Regions from separate parts of the Gasterosteus aculeatus genome. Here region 1 is linked to region 2. The links are chromatin contacts, called in public Hi-C maps. All regions are on one chromosome and are shown on one strand. The core of a region is the stretch at or near the end of the contact, and the rest is flanking DNA. Distances in the headings are between cores, read along the strand shown.

What was found. A called contact is a pair of places that touch in the nucleus more often than the background predicts.
Region 1: a contact with region 2 is called in a Hi-C map of skeletal muscle, with 7 times the contacts expected there. The contact joins the enhancer-like site here to the promoter of fzd8a in region 2. A contact is called at or near these places in 4 of 6 Hi-C or Micro-C datasets (skeletal muscle, tail fin and whole body).

What each region holds. Positions count from the first base shown.
Region 1 is chr21:9,303,813-9,309,123 of fGasAcu3.hap1.1, forward strand. No RefSeq gene overlaps it. Among protein-coding and RNA genes, the nearest start is that of LOC120812113, 21 kb to the left of the region's middle. Within about 2 kb of position 1,814, at least 1 of the 9 cell types and tissues checked has open chromatin away from gene starts, as enhancers often do.
Region 2 is chr21:9,205,761-9,210,792 of fGasAcu3.hap1.1, forward strand. fzd8a (frizzled class receptor 8a) reads right to left here and starts at 2,591. Exons shown (of 1, transcript XM_040167733.2): 1 at 1-2,591. The coding sequence starts at 2,152. The coding sequence ends at 407.

The DNA.
Region 1 (5,311 bases), core at 564-3,063, 97 kb after region 2:
ATCCCTTGTATACGCAGATGGAAACCTTAATCAAACAACAATACTTACACATTCCGCTTAGACAAAAACAGGAGCATTGCTGATATTTTGTTTTTAAAGAGAGGCATCTAGATAGATCCCCATAGTAATCATTTCTAAAGACATTGGCCTCTTTTTGAATACAAACAGTGACAACTAAATGCAATTTCAGTATAAAACAATGCCCCTAATGCAAAGTTCTGGCAGCCACTGTTTTTTTCAAAATTCAAGCAAACATGCAATGATTACATAAGAATTATTATTTTCACAGAACTCAAGACGATAATGAAAAGCAGCAACGTGGCTGAGAAACACTTTAAACGAGATATTCTGATATTTTGAAACCCCAACTATAGGTTTTTATGGTGGAAAGGCGATGTTTCCATTTAAACAGCTGCAAAGGGTCAATTACATTTCGTATGGAGCTATTTTGACACTGTATAAACAAAGTGTCACAATCGACGGACACTGTAAGCTCTTTCTTTTTTAACAATGCAATGCCAAATTGGGTAAAAACCCCCAAATCAATGGAGAAGGAAAGTGTTATTGTAATATTTCAACTCAATTGTTAAGGATTATTCTTCCTTCATTGCACCGTAGCTGTATCATAAACTAAACTTCCCCCTAAGCCACAGAAATTGGCTCTTTGTTGACTGTTTTTTGTCATTAAACTCCCTTCACCCCGTACATCGTTTCCACCTAAAAAGAAGAGAATATCAGGGAGAGAGAAAAGAGAAAAAGAAAATCAATTACGCCATGCACTTCTGAGGGCATGTCAGAGGCTTTTCAGCATTTGGAACCTAATTAAATTAACCTCAAAAGGAGAGGGACTGGAAGCGCGGCCGGGGCGCTCGGTGCGCGGCCGATGATTAGCGCATCGATTTATTAAAATGGGCTGGCAAGCCAGACAAGATGAGACCTCATTCCCGCCGGGGTCTTGTTTACTCTAGTGCGAGCCAGTTAGAACTGTTATGCTCTGCGCTCCTCTATTTGGCATGGAGGAGTTAATTAGTGGTGATTGAGCAAGGATCTCGGAAATACAGTTTGAGCTGCATATAACAGGCTGTGCTCTGTGCACAGTTGTGTGGCGATAACTCGGTTAGCTCCTGGGGGTTGCAAATTGCAAATTGACAGCAAATTGAAACCCAGGACATGTTCTATGTAGTTTGTTCTATGTAACTATGTTGGATATGGAAGTATCATCATTGTCTTAATAATCAACTTAAAATCACTGACTTCAATAGGCATTCAGTGGTTTTATTCATCTGTTAACTTCTCCTGCTGAAGAAAGTCCTCAACAGTTATTGACTCGCCCCAAAGAGTGCAATACAGGCAACAGAAAAAATCAACTCAAAAACTGGAAATCGTCATTATTTTCAAGTTGTGCAAAGTTTGTTTAGCTTGTCTCACGTTAAGCCGTTTATCTGCTGCGCGAGGAATGTCGAGCCCATGGGTCAGTCCGTTTGTGTTGGTAGAAGAAATACTCTGCAGAGCAATCCAAACATTGTACGAGTGCAACCAAAGTGCCAAAGAGAACGGAGGGGGGAATCCCAGGCCTGAGTGTACATGTAATCTTAAAACAACATCGCCGTAGATACTCCTGTTTAGATATATTCTTTAGCTCGCTGTTATCGCTCACAATTCCGATATTGTTTGGATTCCCACATTGCTGCTCATATTTCCATTGGAATGGACTGGCAGCTCGCCTGATGGAGAGCCTTCTCTGGGGAGTCTGCAAACGCATCCGTTTTCAATGTGTCTGATCCTGCTTCTCTGTGCCGAGCTGACTGTAATTGGCAGGCTCTCCTCGTCATTGAGATATTACATTTCCCCTCTCGGCTATTCCACATACTCCTGGGAGCAGTTCACACTGCGAGCGCGTCCCGCGAGTCCTCTGCAGCAGACACAGGACTGGCGATAGAGTTGTCCTCATGGTAACAGAAATCGTTCTCTGCCTCTGACTCTACATTACAGGCCATCAGAGTTTTTTAGCGTATGATGAGGCGAGTGTGGAGCCAAGATTCATCATTTTGAGAAGCCCCGGTTGAGGGTGGATATGTTACATTTTGAAAAAGAGAGGGAAACAACTACTCGCTAATGCGTTTGCAAAACAACCTAATGCATTCGCTCTTCAAAGACACAGCCACAAAAATAAAAAGGTTTATTTTTCCACAAGAAGCATTTACCTTTTAACTTTCTTTTTTTTGGTTACGTGGCGGCACAAGGAAGATTTATTCCCCTCTAAAGTCACCATCAATTAGAAAATAAACACATGGTTCAACGGCGCCCGGTGTCACTAAGTAAACACAGACCTGCCTGCAATTAAAGGCCCAGTTTTCCTCCGGAGGCGCTGACGTCTTGGTCATGCAGGACAGCAGGAGTGGCAGGAGGCCGCGGCCAAGTTCTTGCATATTTTCCTCAGGAATAATTGCAGGCACCGTTCCGGATGATTCACGACTCCGTAATCACACAATTTCCATATTGTTGACTCATACTTGCAGGCCAATATGACTGCCAGTGGTACAAACTGCTAATTGAACCGTCAATGCAGTTGCAATTATCTAGTGCGCAACAACGTGTGAGAAAGCTGTCTGTGATCTGTTTTTCCACCAGTTTGGGGCTCCAGACGGAGACCTGACGCTCGCCATACTTCCTGCTCTCTGTGGGAATTCGTCTTGCTACAACTGTTGCAATCAGTAAAGAAAACAAAACATGGGTTTCCCATCTTTATGCAGGTGATGCACAAACCTGCGCTGGTCTCCGAGCCTCGCTGTGTGCTGAAAGAAATCTAGACATTGTTAGCGCCAGCATTTCCCACCACTTTTCTTCATTTGCTTAGGTAAAATTGCAATCATTTATTTCCTTTCGCAGTGAACAAACTCTAGAAATGTGTGTATTCATCATGATCCTGCATCAGCCTCACAGCTCAAAGTGCAATCCGACCGAGCTGCAACCTGAGAAACGAACGACCAACTGCGAGGCCATGGGGTCCAGGTGAGCTCCTGTCATTATCCATAACTAACTGCAGTCTAGACAACATTGTGTATGAAAGGGAAAAGACAATTAATGGAGGATGTTTGTCAGACAGACAGCTGGGGCATGGATCGGAGGAAAAGAGGATGCAACTTGATATCTTGTAGGAAAGATCCTCCCCCAAGGACCTCTCGTTTGGAAAGCAGGTCAGACAGACGCATTTACAGTAAAAGATTCCCGCTGTAATAATTTTGTCGTATTAGACTACCAGCTGGCATCTTAAAGATACAGTTAATTATAAACAGTAAAAGAATTAGCATTGCACACAAGTATAGTAACACTGTTTTAAACGAAGGCCAGTTAGAAACTGCACGTTTTTCTCAACGCATTATTCTTCTTTGTCTGAAACTGTAACTTATATAGCTTCGATCACATCTTTAAAAAGCTTGTTACTCAATTTCTGTGGGTTTTTGTGACCTCTCCAACTTTCCACTGTCGGTTTTTGCTAATTCATGGTTCATAATTTTGTGGGATATCCAGAAATTACAATTTTGTAAGCATGAAATTCTGGACTGAATTTTGTTCTAATTCATCCTGTAGATTTGTAGTAGTTGAGATATTCTGTCTGGAAGTGAAGTAGTATAGTGACAATCCACAATGCACGTTTGCTGTTGTCATAATTCATAGGCAGCCTTGCATTGACATACCATAATGCAATGCAGCTGTGTAGATTCTTTTGTGGAAGCTATTTACACCTGCACCTAAATCGCCTCAACCGAACATATTAATGTACTGTCAAAAACCCTTCAAGAATTCATAAACTGAAGCAGACAGATCAATTGATCACAACAATGCTCATGAGGCTTCAACACAAATAATCTTTTGTTGTGTCTCATAAAGCCAATTCAGGTTAATCCTTAGGTCTATTAAGTAAACGGTCATAGTTATAAAGAATCATGTGTTTTTAATGATGTGTTTATTATATAGTGCCAAACATAATGAAATCATGGCATCTACCCTGACAAGCAAAGCATACAGTCACCATACACTCACATCCAGGTGCATGCCAAACTTTGTCAATCGGGGAAAAGTTTACATCACCTGCAATGACGCAGAGTAAAAGAGCAAAAAAGGGTAGATGGAGCGTAATAGATAAATTTATCTGCCAAATCTCTGCCATCTCGACTCAGGTCTTTAGACTGGATTGAAAAAACAAACACACATACGCCAGTCCTTGTTTCATTCCGTCCACCTCACCGACTTCCATGTCAGCACTGAATGAGCAAATAACAAATTAACCAAAAGGCTCCGACAACAATCTACGTGGATTGTTTTTTTTTTCATCCCTCCACAATTAACACACAGTTTTCAGTTTGGTATCACTATGGGTTACTGTTGACTTTCGATGGTGCACACTATGTCACATGTTATAGTTGACAATTTTCCATGAACTTTCATCTCGTAAATACAAGAATTTGTAAGCTAACGTTCAAAGTGTGTTGCTGGGACCAGTGAAGCTAAAGCACCAGTGCCTCCAACTTGCATTCTCTCTAATGGCCATCAGGGGGCAACACCTCTAATGGGAAAAAAAGACGCCTGATTGTCGATGTCGATGAGAAAATTACTCTACTTCTCACTTCTTTACCTCAGTAAAAATTGTCCTCCGGAAACATCCCTAGTTTCAAGTATTCTGTCAATACACTATGATGGTCATTCAGTAAAAAATGTTCTCATTTAGAATTGGATAAATGGATAAAGCAGTGGTTACGCTGTGATTGACAGGTCTCGGGTTAGTACTGGTCACAGAGTGGTCTGTGTTTTTGTCTTAGAATCTTTCTCAGGACGTGACTCTTTGAAAGTGTGATTCCTGTCTCGCCTTAAGAGGAGAGGCAGTGACGAGTTCCATGTGACAATCTAATGGATGGAACCACAGTGGTGTGAGCTTCTGCTGAAAAGAATACGTTGCACAGATTTTCCCGGTGTATGATTACAGTCAAAAAACACCTGAGTTACCCTGAATCACTCACTCTTGTCGGAAAGAGGTTAAGACCGCAGAATCTCGACTAAACTTTCTCTCTGGTTTGGCTTCGTCGAGTGATAGGATTGAGGATTCAGCCCCTCCAGCTTTTCTCTGTCAGGCCTCTTCAACCCAACGCTTCCCGTGCCAACCCTAGTCAAGGAGACCCACGTTCTCACTGCTCCCGTGAGGTCCGTCTCTCCCGGTCCTCACTCCGGGCCTAAGCAGCTCAACCAGAAAGAAAGCTCCTTCAAACCCTTTTGATCCGGCTTGCGTGTGAGAGGGCACGAAAAACGGTTACGT
Region 2 (5,032 bases), core at 1,341-3,840:
TTAAGGCTTAATTTAAACCATCTTTGATGTGATTGGATGATACAATGTTATTTGGCACTGTGTAGATAAAAAATGGCATTGAGGACCAAAAATTCTTTTTTGTGAGAGGCAGGTTATAGGTGCAAACTTGTCTTTCTCCCTACAGCGAATAATAACAGCGGTTTGCGTAAAATCCTTGGCGTGTACCACCGCCCCAAACCAACCGGGGGGAATGAAACCCTGTGTGAGGTCACATTGTTTCAGCCACCTGTCCTCACTGCGGCATGTATGCATGTTCAGATAGAGGGGGGGTCACCTCGCCAGTGGTTCATTACGATGCAAATTGCTTAAGACAGGGAGTGATGGGTTATCTCCCAAACAATTAGCAGTCCTCATAAGCTGACCCCCCCTCCCTCTCCCTCCCCATTCAAACCTGGGACAATGGCATCTGCTTGGGGCAAGAAACGGAGCTGGCCGTGCCCGACCTCCACGTCAGCCCGGTGCTCACGTCGCTATACATGGAGCCGCCGGTGCCTTTGCTGCCCCAGCAGCACCGGGTGCAAAACGTCCTCCACGAGTCCAAAGTTTTCCCCGACCAGATCCACACGCCGGACGTGATGCCCACCAGAAGGCACATGAAGTACTTTAACATGAAAACAGCGTAGTCCGGGCTGCTGCGGTCGCGCTCCAGCAGGCAGTTGGAGCAGTTGTGCGTGATCTCCCAGCTCTGCCGGTTGTGCTGCTCGTAAAAGTAGCACGCGACTATGATGGTGGCGGGCACCGTGTAGAGCACCGTGAAGATCCCGATCCGAATCATCAGCTTCTCCAGCTTGTCCGTCTTAGTGCCGCCTTGCTTGATGACGCTGCGGATCCTGAACAGGGACACGAACCCGGCCAGGAGGAACATAGTGCCTATGAACAAATAAATCACCAGAGGGGCCAGGACGAAGCCCCGCAAGTTGTCCAGGTTCTGGTTCCCCACGTAGCAGATGCCAGCCACGGAGTCCCCGTCCACGGAGCTCAGCGCCAGCACCGCGATGGACTTCATGCTGGGGATGAGCCACGCGGCCAGGTGGAAGTACTGGGAGTAGCTGGCGATCGCCTCGTTGCCCCACTTCATCCCGGCCGCGAGGAACCAGGTCAGAGACAGGATGACCCACCAGATGGAGCTGGCCATGCCGAAGAAGTAAATGAGGAGGAAGACCACGGTGCAGAGCGCGGGGCCGGTGGTCTCGTAGTGGATGTGCTCCAGATCGAACTCCCGGTGGCACGCCACTTTCTCGTGCCCGGCGATGAGTCGAACGATGTAACCGACCGACACGAACATGTAACAGGCCGAGAGGAAGATGATGGGTCGCTCCGGATACTTGAAGCGCTCCATGTCGATGAGGAAAGTGGCCACGGTGGCGAAAGTTGACACGAAGCACAACACGGACCAGAGCCCTATCCAGAAGGCGGTGAACGCTCTCTCGTCGTGCGTAAAGTACGGGTTGTGGCACGGCATGGCACAGTTGGTGACCTGTCCTGTTTTGACTCGGTTGTAGAGCGGGTGACGGTCCGCGTTCACCTGCACCATGGGCTCCAAGCACTTGCACCCCGGCTCACACGGGGTGGTGGGCGGCTTGTATTTCCCAGGCGCGCCCGGTCGGCTCGGCTTATTTTTAGGGGGGTTGTAACCCTTCGCGGGGTGGTTGGTGGGTTTGGGGTGGACGGGGGACACCGTGGTGGAGTCGGTCCTGTTATAGTCCATGCACAGGGTGTCGGGGTTGCCCTGCACCGGCAGCAGGTCGCACTTCATGCGGTCCGGCCAGGGGAAGCCGTACTGCCTCATGAGGGGCGCGCAGCCCGCCCGGGCTCTCTCGCACACGCTCCGGCACGGCGGCAGAGGTTTTTTATAGTCATCCAGGCAGATCGGGGTGTACATGCTGCACAGGAAGAACTTCAGGTCCGGCGAACACTGGATCTCGACAAGAGGCCAGAACTGGTGCACCTCCAGTCCAGCCTCGTCCTGCGTGTCGTGGTTGAACTGGTTGGGCATGTAGGTGTAGTTGTAGCCGATCCCCTTACACAGGGGCACGGCGATCTCCTGGCAGGTGATCTCCTTGGCCGTGGTGCAGCTGGATCGGGGCAGGAGAGCGAGCGAGAGGAGCAGGTAAACCCCAAACAGGTCCATCCCTCCGGCTCGTCGTGTCCCCCCCTTCTTCTGCTCTGGTGCCAATAAACCCTCTCCGCCGTCTGCTTTCGCTTCGAGTCCGGTTAGATGTTGCGCAGCGAGCCCATCTCGTTTCTCCCGGGGACCTGCATGGACTTCCAAGCAATGTGCAAGCCGTGTTTACTTTCAGCTGAGGAGGAGGAGGAGGAGGAGGAGGAGGAGGGGAGAAAACAGCCCTCAGGGCGGCGAGCAGTCAAGATGGCTGAGAGGAGAATCCACCTTCCTCTGCAAACTGCTTTCAGTATCCTCTGTTATTTAGAACACCCCACGTGCTGCTGCCGTCCGATCGCTGTAAACGGGGGAAGGTGGGCCTGGTTTCTTTCTGCCAAAACACAGCGACTACATCCAGTAGGCTCGTCCCACTTTGGTCCGTGTTCCCATACAAATCATCGGCTGGGAGACGAAGCGGTGCCGATATATACCCGAGGCATCACAAGCCACACCCCCAGAGCCGCTCCTCCAATCACAGAGCGGAAGGGGGCGTGATGCTTCCCAGCAGACTATCAAGTGTTTCTCCCTGAAAAAGATGTAGTAGATGCATCCCGATCACGCTGTGGTTTGACAGCGTGTCTGCCTGTGGGATGCGGGACGGTGTGAGGAGGGTGTGTAGAAAACGAGGGAGCATCGCGTGGTCACCGGCTGAACAACCACACGTCGACACCAAAACAACTATTTCAACTTTCGAAAGTGCCACATTTTCACAAAAATGCAGATTACAGTCAGCGCTATCATGATAATACGTAAATCTCAGAGGCATGGCTGCTCTTCAATTAACTGTAATAACCCTGTAATGAATTCTCCCCCCAAACATATTTCAAATGGCAAAAGAGTAATTTGTAACATCATAATAATATAAAGACAGGTGAGCTGTTGAAAGGAACCTGCTCATAATGTTGCTCAGCGAATGAACGGTGTGTTCAGTCTGGTAACTTCCGTCCTCAGTGTGACAACATTGGCAGACCGACAATGTGTCTATCTGCAAATTATAGTGTGTGTGTGAGCGAGCGAGCGAGCGAGAGAGAGAGAGAGAGAGAGAGAGAGAGAGAGAGAGAGAGGGGGGGGGGGTGGTAAATTGGCTAATTTGCGCATGATAAGACTACCCAGGGAGCTGTCTGTCCTTGTGAGAGGCCTGTTTTATTTTTTAAATGAGGTGCTAATGTTTCGTTTAACGCTCACACGGAGCTCCACGGGAGGGGTAATTGCGCGAGGCGAAGCCCGGTCGGCAGAGCGCGCCGAGACGGCGTCACAACTCTGAAATGAGCGGGTACGCTCCGCGTGTCTGGCGACGTCGGCGGTTATTTCAAGTCTCATTGTGGTTGAAAAAACAAATGTTATGTGTGATGTGGATCTTCTCTACAGACATTTGCTGCAAAGTGTGTTTGTAATATTCTCAAGGTATTCTTATGTGCTGTCGATTATTTCATTTACTCCACTAGTGTAAATACGAGTGTTCTTGAGTTCTAATTGAAATATTAAACTTAATAACCTTAATAATTATGACCCTCGTCAAAAATGATAAAATGCTGAAAACGAGGAGCATGTATAAAAATAATGCTCATTATTTGACCCCAGAGGGGGACCTTAAATGACACAATTATCTTTCTGCGACATGAGGAAAGTCATTTTTTTCATTCTTAAAATGCTCAATGAACAATATTTTTTGCTGTGAGAATGCTTATTGTTATTATAACGAGCTGTCCAAGGACGCAAAGCCATGCAGCTGCAGGGAAAACGAGGCACGAGGAAAGCCAACCATGTGATAGGCACATCTGTCCGAAACCCGATATTCACTCCACAAACAAGAGGGGTGCGTTTTTGAATAGGCATTTTGTCCTCTACCATGCACGCACTCACTTACAGAGTTTAGGCGCTAGGAGGCCAGTGTTTGGTCTCACAGTGCAGGCAACTTCCTCTGTTTCCCATCCAAGCAAAATGCAACATTGTGTCCTGGTATTTAACTTTCCTTGTATTGAGTTGGGAGCGGAGCCAAGTCTTTTATCCATCCTCGACCCACAGAGCAAAGGCAATAACCCCATAGCGTGCCGGACATCAGGTGAACCAAGATTGATTAAGTGATTCGCCGCTCTGAGATAACAAGCTAGGAGCTTCGTTAATGGTTGTTTGCTTTTGATTAGGGGACAAGAGTTTGGCTTTAGCCAGAGCTGCATAGTTGGAGCAAGGGCCTGTTTGTGCAGAGGCGGGATTGTTTGATATTTTCCTTAAATAACAAACCCCTGGCGTTTGGGATGGGTGAGAAAGAACACATAATAAGAAGGGAGTGAGGGTAAGATGGTCAAAGTGTGGGAGAGCCACGACGAGGGCAGAGAGGTTCTTTGCAGTAGTGATTCACGACGAGGAAATCCACTCGTCTCCTGTTTGCAACTGATAGCTGCACGCTGTGAGAAAGTACCCTCACCCCCTCAGACCAAAGCCTTAAGGAAACACTCTGTGACCAATGAATGAAACCCACAATCACGTTGAGATCCAAAGTTAATGTTCGAATTATAGCCCCATTCTGTCCGTCGAGAATCAAGTGCTCCCAACTGAAGAAAAGGGACGCCCCATCGAGTGTGACTGCCTGCCAGATCCAGGACTTACCTCCGAGACGGCGAGACCGAGATAGGCCAATACAATACAACATTATCTTGTTAAGGAAAGCCTCGAGGAGATTTAGCCAGTCTGCTGGACACAATTCCAAGAGCCTCGGTGGCATTTAGCGGGCTCGCGCTAACCCGGGGCCGCTTGTTAAGACTTCATTAGCTGTGTTTGCTCAGGCCCTCTCCTCTCCAAAGGAGTGGAGGAGGGCTCCCAGCCTCGGCTCCACTATAGACACTCCATATG